Regions from separate parts of the Gossypium raimondii genome. Here region 1 is linked to region 2. A link is a contact called in public Hi-C data. All regions are on one chromosome and are shown on one strand. The core of a region is the stretch at or near the end of the contact, and the rest is flanking DNA. Distances in the headings are between cores, read along the strand shown. Region 1 holds the start of LOC105773020 (arogenate dehydratase/prephenate dehydratase 1, chloroplastic). Region 2 holds the start of LOC105772957 (ATP synthase gamma chain, chloroplastic).

Region 1 (3,666 bases), core at 88-2,587, 140 kb before region 2:
TTGGCCTCATAAATGTAATTCTACATATCAAATGAAACATCATTAATCCTAACGAATGTTCCAACTGTCCTTTATTCAAACTCATTCAAAGTAGAACCTTTCATTTAGCTATAAACACTAGAACAACAAATGGACCCATCTACATTGCCCTTCAACATATTTTAGGATTCTTTTCAACCTCAATCAAAATATTTGCATCAAAAATTAAAAATGAAATGAACATTATTTCCATCTATAATTTCATTAATGCTAATTTATAGAACAAAGCATAGCTTCCATCACATCTAAAATTCATTCAACAACTCAATAAAATTATAGGAAGAGAATTATAAAAAAAAAAATTAAAACCCAATATTAGTTGAAAGTACTAGAACCGAGTTAGATTACTAGGAAGAAGATTCAAGTCCTTGTGAAACCCCCTTGAGATTGTGTTCCCATCGTTATCAATCTTCCCAGTGGGAGATGTCTTGGCCCCAGGCTTCTCGTCTTCAACAAGACAAATAGCACTTTGTGCTGAAGCACCCAAAGCACAGCATTCCAATCTAATAGTCCTCAAATCCAACACAATCCTACCTCGGCTATACCCCAAAGCTGGTATCTCAAGAAGAGACTGAGGCTTTTGAGAACAAAAGAAGATCGGAACACACTTCAAAGCCATCAAAAAATACAAGAAATCTCAAAAACCAAATAACACAATGCCAATGTCCTGCTATTTTTCTATCAAAAGAACAAGAAAAGGCCAAAACTTCAACCTCTCAATGAGTGAAAAAAAGAATCAAGTTTGGTGGTGCGGTGTTGTTGGTGAAACAGAGTGAGAGGCAACTTGAAAGGAGAATGCAGGTTAAGTATGAATGGACCCCATAACACAAAACTACTCAAAAAAGAAAAGCCCAAACTATTTTTTTCTCCCCTTCTTTTCAACTGAGAAATCAAACAAATGTTACTGGTAATTCAAAGAACTTGGGTAGACTAGAAAAAGAAGAGGGTAGTTGGGAAAGGAAAGTTGGCTACACGTTTCCTTAGATTAGAGGGTGTTTGACGTCAAAGAAGGAAAGGAAAAAAAACAAAGGTGAAGCCAAGCAATCCAATGAGAATCCAATCTTCAAGAGTGAAACCTGGGTCCTGGGAACAACTATATCACCACCAAACCTTCCATATATGATATTAAATAGAGGAGAATAGGAAGAGTATAATCAGGGAATGGTTTTGGAAACCTGGAAATGGCCTTCCAAATTTCACAATAATGGCTGAGCTGGCTTAAACCATAACATTAAATTGTATTGGGGAAGAAAATAAATATTAGATAGTATATTCTTCCAAATGTTTTCTGTAGCGTTATCAAAATCCAGTTCAGGCGTTACTAAAGTTATTTAAATAAAATATCTCAATTTTGGACTTTTTTTAAGAAATCTTATCCCTTGTACTTTTTATTCATATAAAATTGTACCCTATTTTCACTTTTAAATAAAAGATAAGGAACTCAAATTCATATTCTTTTATTTCGATAAATTTTAGTATTTTTAGGTGAATTGTCAAATTGAACCGGAACTCTCAATTTTCTATTTAAAATATTTATCGATCTAAAAAAAGTTTTTGTATTATAAGTTAATTTATATTTTGTTCTTTTATTCAAAAGTAAATAAATTAGAGCAAATTGGTTCATTTTTTAAATATCTATCTATTTTATTATTAAAATTAGTTTATATATGTCAACATGAGGTACATGTGGCACACCATGTATAATTGTTTAGTTATTTCATTAGTCAAGTTAGTTTTTAATAGTAAAAATGTATGTTCTTTAATAGAAATGATCAGTTTGCTTTTTTATTTAACTACAAGAACTAATTTAGATTAGGTTTGATCATGGATTGGGCCATTTGCCTAGACCTGAAAACCCGCTCGAAAAAGTGGGAGAGTTTGGACAAAAATATAGATCCGAAAAATGAACTTGGACAAAAAATAACACCCGTTTTCGAAATGGGTTGGGCCTCAGGTAAAATTTTTTTGCCTGGACTTGATCCAGCCCGGATCTGTTTTTAAAAAAATTTCTATTGCTGTTTGTTGTCATTTTGCTTTGTTTTGCTACTATTTTGTTATTATTATTTGGAAATTGTATAACTATTATTTTATTATTAATTTTGTTACTATTTTAAAGGCATTTGCTTGCTAAGTTGTAACTATCTTAGTATTATTTAAGTATAAAGATTTTTTTAATGTATTTTCAATTTATTGGGAAATATTTATTTTAATGTTTTTAGTATATTTGATGTATTGTATTTTTTAAATTTATTTTTATATAAAAATAATATAAAAAATTTCAATATGGGCAGGCCAAGTAGGCTCGGGTTTAGTATTTTTTTATCTGGGTCAAGTTTGAGCAAAATTTTAGGTCTATTTTTTGAGTCAAACTTAGGTATAAAATTTGACATCGGCCTAGCCCATGATCAAATCTAATTTAAATTTACTCATTTTTTTAATAAGATACAATTTAATTCTTGATATAGGAACTTTTATGATACTTTTATCCAATTTTTTAATATATCTTATTTATTAATTAAAATCAATAATATAGTACATAATCAAGTTGTGAATGTCGTACAACAAAGGATTATCTGTATTTAGTAAGGTGATGGAGCATACACAATTACTAGATTGGCACCTAAAACAAAAAGCTACAAACTCAAAACGAGGCACTAGGGCCTTTACAGCAGACACATCCATTTCAATTCTTCTAAGCTTTGTAACATTGTTGGCTGAGTGAGTCACTTTCAATTTAACATTCTGATGACTAGACTTGATTACCACCAGGTTGGGTCGATTTTTAGATTTGAGTTCCATTTAGCTTCAAAAATCTAAAATTCCAACTTTAATAACACTAATATATTTCTAATTTAGCAAGTAAATGGATTTAAAATGGTAGCAAATTAACAATAAAATAAGACTTATGTAATGTCCAAACAATAACAATAAAATAGTAGTAATATAATAGCAAAACAACAACAACAAAGTTTAAGCTTATCCATGTCGGGGACCAAAAAGTCCTACCGAGACTCGACCCGTTTAGAAAACGAACATTATTGTTTTTCCCAGCCTAATTTTTTGACCTATATATATTTTTGTTCAAACCCTTTCATTTTTTAAGTAGATTTTCGAGCCTGGACGAATGACCCAACCCATGATTAGATCTACTGATAACCCATGGGTCGGGTTTTAAATTCATGGTTTAATAATTTTAAAAATCTTTTTTGTATTTCAGTTTCGTCATTTTTTCTTATTCTTTTCATTTTTACTTTTCATTAAGCTTTTCGATATCTGTTTTCTATCTCCAGGTTGATATACACTTTGTAATTTTCATTTTTTTTTCAGCTTTATTTTAAAAGTATTTGACATAACATATTATTAGAATTAAATTAAATTATTTTTAACCAAATAAGTAAAAATTAATTTGATAACCTTTAAAATATTTTCAAGTGTTACAAATTTAAGCCCTAGAAAAAATGGATGAACGCTCTACTGAAGAACAAGATCACTTGGAACGTAGCACCAAGAAGATTAAGGCAATAGATCTTTTTTCTACACCGCCGTCTCGATCTTATAAGGATTCTCTATTGAAGCCACTGGTATCTAGTGATTTATTCTAAGGAGTCATCTCAGTGGAAGAGGATG
Region 2 (3,658 bases), core at 336-2,835:
ACAAGTATTATACATGTAAGGGGCAAATAACATACAAAGATGGGTAAATGCTCTTATTTTTCAACTCCAAAAGACATTGCGGTTCCCACTGTGCAAAGAGTTCATAAGCATTCGAGAATTACAATGCAAAAAAAAAAACATATCAGCATGGCTGTTCTTAAACAAGTATATAGGATTGAATAGGGAAACTACTCATAATTTAATAATTCTTTTTAATACCTACAAGGGAACATAATTGATGGTGAAACAGGTTTCAAGTTCATTAGACCAAAGCATTGGCACCAGCAACAATCTCCAATATCTCTCCGGTGATTTTCGCTTGACGCTGCCGGTTGTAGACGATAGACAAGGTCTTTTTCAGTTCCTGGGCATTATCAGTAGCATTGCTCATGGCACTCATCCTAGCTGCAAGCTCACTGGCTAGTGATTCCTGCAAAGCCCTCAGAACCTGGCTGTTGAGATAAAGAGGCAACAAAGCATCAAGAATCTGAACTGGGTCCTGCTCAAACTGCAAAATGGGAGAGAAATCAGCTGTCTGAGTCCTCATAACTTCTCTCTCCACCGTCAGTTTCCCTTCCCTGGTTGTCAATCTGAAGAACTCATCCTCAGCAGCATCAACACAAACACCATTTACATCACAGATTTCACCCTTTGGTGACAGTGGAAGCAAAGTATGAATCACAGGATCAGACTTAACCAAGGATACGAATTTGGTGTACAAAAGCTCCACTTTATCGACTTCTTCACTAACAAAGAGTGAAAAAACATCATCAGCAATTGCCTGAGCTTCTTTAGCTGTAGGGAGTGAGCTACCATCTAGGAATCTGTCCACTGGGATGTAAGGCCTGCGGATGAAATATGAATTACCCTTTTTCCCCACACTGATTATTGTATAATCAAGTCCAAGCTGCTTCAATTCTGCAATTCTAGCTTCAGCTTTCTTGATGATAGCATTGTTAAAACCTCCACAGAGACCACGATCACCAGTAACAACAACCAAAGCAACTTTTTTGACAGGCCTGACGTTTGTGAGAGGAGCATCTATGTCTTCAGTCTGGAGCTGTTCATTGATGTTGTAAAGAACTTCAACCAGGGACTCAGAGAAAGGTCTGCCATTGACAACAGCTTCTTGTGCTCTCCTAACTTTAGCAGCAGCCACAAGTTTCATGGCTTCAGTGATCTTCTGCGTGTTCTTTACTGAATCAATACGGTCTCTAAGCTCACGAAGACCACAGTGAACTGGGGTTACAGATGAGGACCTGGAAGGGTTACCGGGGGTTGAGCTCTGAGATGGGAGCTGAAAAGGGCTGATGAAAGAACGGAAAGAGAGTGAAGAAGTGTCAGAAAGAGAGGGTTTTGAGGACACCCACATTGTCAGATTTGAGCAAGACATGGTGACAATGGATCCCGGAGCTCTACAAAGGATTGCAAGAGAAATTTACTCTAAAGAGAGCAAGAGAAAGAGCTTTTTCCTACAATGGCTTGCTTTTGTATTTTGATTTTTATCAAGTCTTATCCTTTTGTGTGTTGGAGAGTAGTTTCTGGTATGGAGGAAATCAGAGGGAATGTGTGGAAGTGAGAGGGAGGGAATGGATGAGGTTTTGGGATAAGAATTTTGAAATTTTGGTCCATTGATATTTCACCATTACATCTTGATGGGGCCTTTTTGAAGTGGCAACCTCTGAATGGTTGCTTCTTGGATCTTAACTTGATAGGTTCCCTATTCTGAAAGGTATATGCCACTCCATGAATTTTGATACTTTTCAACCGTACTTACAATATTTACTTGTGTTAATTTCCAGGAAATATGTGTGGAAAAGGTTTGTACCTGATAAGAAAAGCCATAGACTTTATGTTGCAAAAAAACTGATTTTCTGTAAAAATGGTTGGAGAACAGGTCAAAAGAGCTTTATGATTTGAATGTCTATCATACTTCCATACAAAAAAATCAAAAGATTACATTTCAGAAAACAAATGCGTTGCCTTCGACATATTGCTGGTGTTCTATACCCTGTAACAATAAGAAATGAGGAAAAAAAAAGGAACAAAAAAGATGATGAAATTTCAAGGCCACACATTCATGGACCGATACATCATTAGTCAAAATTATGCAGAAGATCAATTCCAATTTAACAGGTCGAAACATCTTGCATCAGAACCGAAATGCTCCATCATCTTCCTAGATCAGTGTTGCAAGAGCTTTTAACTGTCAATGTCTACTCCTTTGAACCTATGAGATCTAGAGCTCTAGGTAATGAGAAAGGAAAGAACAGGCCAATTCAAGAACTTCCAGGCCCCTGAATGCATATCCAACTTATAAACAAAACAGAAACAATCATCATAACATCATCTTTTCCTAAAACTGATTTTCGAGTAGAAAATTTCACATAATAATACATACAATGGCATAAATTAGCAACCTGTCGTGTTCGACAGCTGCATAATTGGCTACAATCCACACCATAGGCGAAATCTCTATATTTATTTGACATAAAGAAAAAGTTCTCGGTTGTTCATTATCTGATGACAATGAATAAGAATGAAGGGGGGGAAAAATCAAAGGCAACTGAACTAACATGAGTAAGAAAATATAAAAACTAAACTCTTGTCTCCTCATTTTCTTCCCCAAGGAGGGGTCTGACAATAGCTTGATACGTCTGTCGGTAAGGAACCACTCCGTTAAGCACCATGGAGTCATGCAATTCAATAACTTCATCTGCGCTACAATTCTTAGCAGAACATGTAATGAGCATCGTGTATGTTATAAAATCAGGAATCAGGCCCTCTAGAACCATTCTCTTCGTTAGTTCTTTTGCTTGTTGAATGCACCCACACTTGCAAAGAAAGTTTATCAATGTATTGTAAGTTACTGTGTTTACAAACCTCCCTACCTTTCGCATCTCCATTAACAGAGAAAATGCCTCATCCATATTACCACAGCTGAAATAACCGTTAATGAGAGTATTATATGTTATAGCATCAGGTAAACCCAGACTCTTTAACGAATCTATCATCCGTCTTGCAGCATCCATTGACATCTCCTTGCACAATCCATTAAGAATAGAGTTATATATCACTATGTTGGGCTTTTTCTCCACCTTCATCTTTTCGTAGACCCAAACAGCACTTCCTAGTTTCCCTTCCTTGCAATACCCATCAATTAAAGCACCATAGGTGACCAAGTCTGGAATTAAACCACGGATGAACATGCTACCCACAAGTTGCATGGCTCCTGATAAATCATTGCTTTTACAAAGGTAATTGATGAGAATATTGTGTGAGAATGTGTCTTCAATGACATTCTTTTCCATAATCTGGCAATGAAATTTAAAAGCTTGCATCACATATCCATTTCTGCAAAGCCCCTGTATAACAGTAGAGTAAGTGAATTGATCAGGGAATACATGCTTGTCAATCATGTCCGATAATACTAAAGAAGATCCCCCGATATCACCTTCTGAGTAAAGCCAATGGAGGATTGAATTATAAACAACTGTATTAGGCATCAAGCCCCTTTCCGCCATTTCATCACACAATCTTAATGCCTCCTCCAAACACCCTCCTCGTGCATAACCATCTATCATTGCTGCATAAGACCTTACATCAGGCTTGACACCTGCCTTAATCATATCATTAAGGACTTCTTCTGCAAACGCAA

The links. A called contact is a pair of places that touch in the nucleus more often than the background predicts.
Region 1: a Hi-C map of leaf shows a contact between it and region 2, with 4 times the contacts expected there. The contact joins the promoter of LOC105773020 here to the promoter of LOC105772957 in region 2. A contact is called at or near these places in 2 of 2 Hi-C or Micro-C datasets (both in leaf).

The regions. Positions count from the first base shown.
Region 1 is chr6:51,092,955-51,096,620 of ASM2569854v1, reverse strand. LOC105773020 (arogenate dehydratase/prephenate dehydratase 1, chloroplastic) reads right to left here and starts at 1,337. Exons shown (of 11, transcript XM_012594588.2): 1 at 388-1,337. The coding sequence starts at 658.
Region 2 is chr6:50,953,882-50,957,539 of ASM2569854v1, reverse strand. LOC105772957 (ATP synthase gamma chain, chloroplastic) reads right to left here and starts at 1,585. Exons shown (of 2, transcript XM_052632835.1): 1 at 224-1,585; 2 at 1-88. The coding sequence starts at 1,393. The coding sequence ends at 263. It overlaps LOC105772956 (pentatricopeptide repeat-containing protein At1g11710, mitochondrial), which reads right to left. Exons shown (of 2, transcript XM_012594482.2): 2 at 2,352-3,658. The coding sequence ends at 2,598.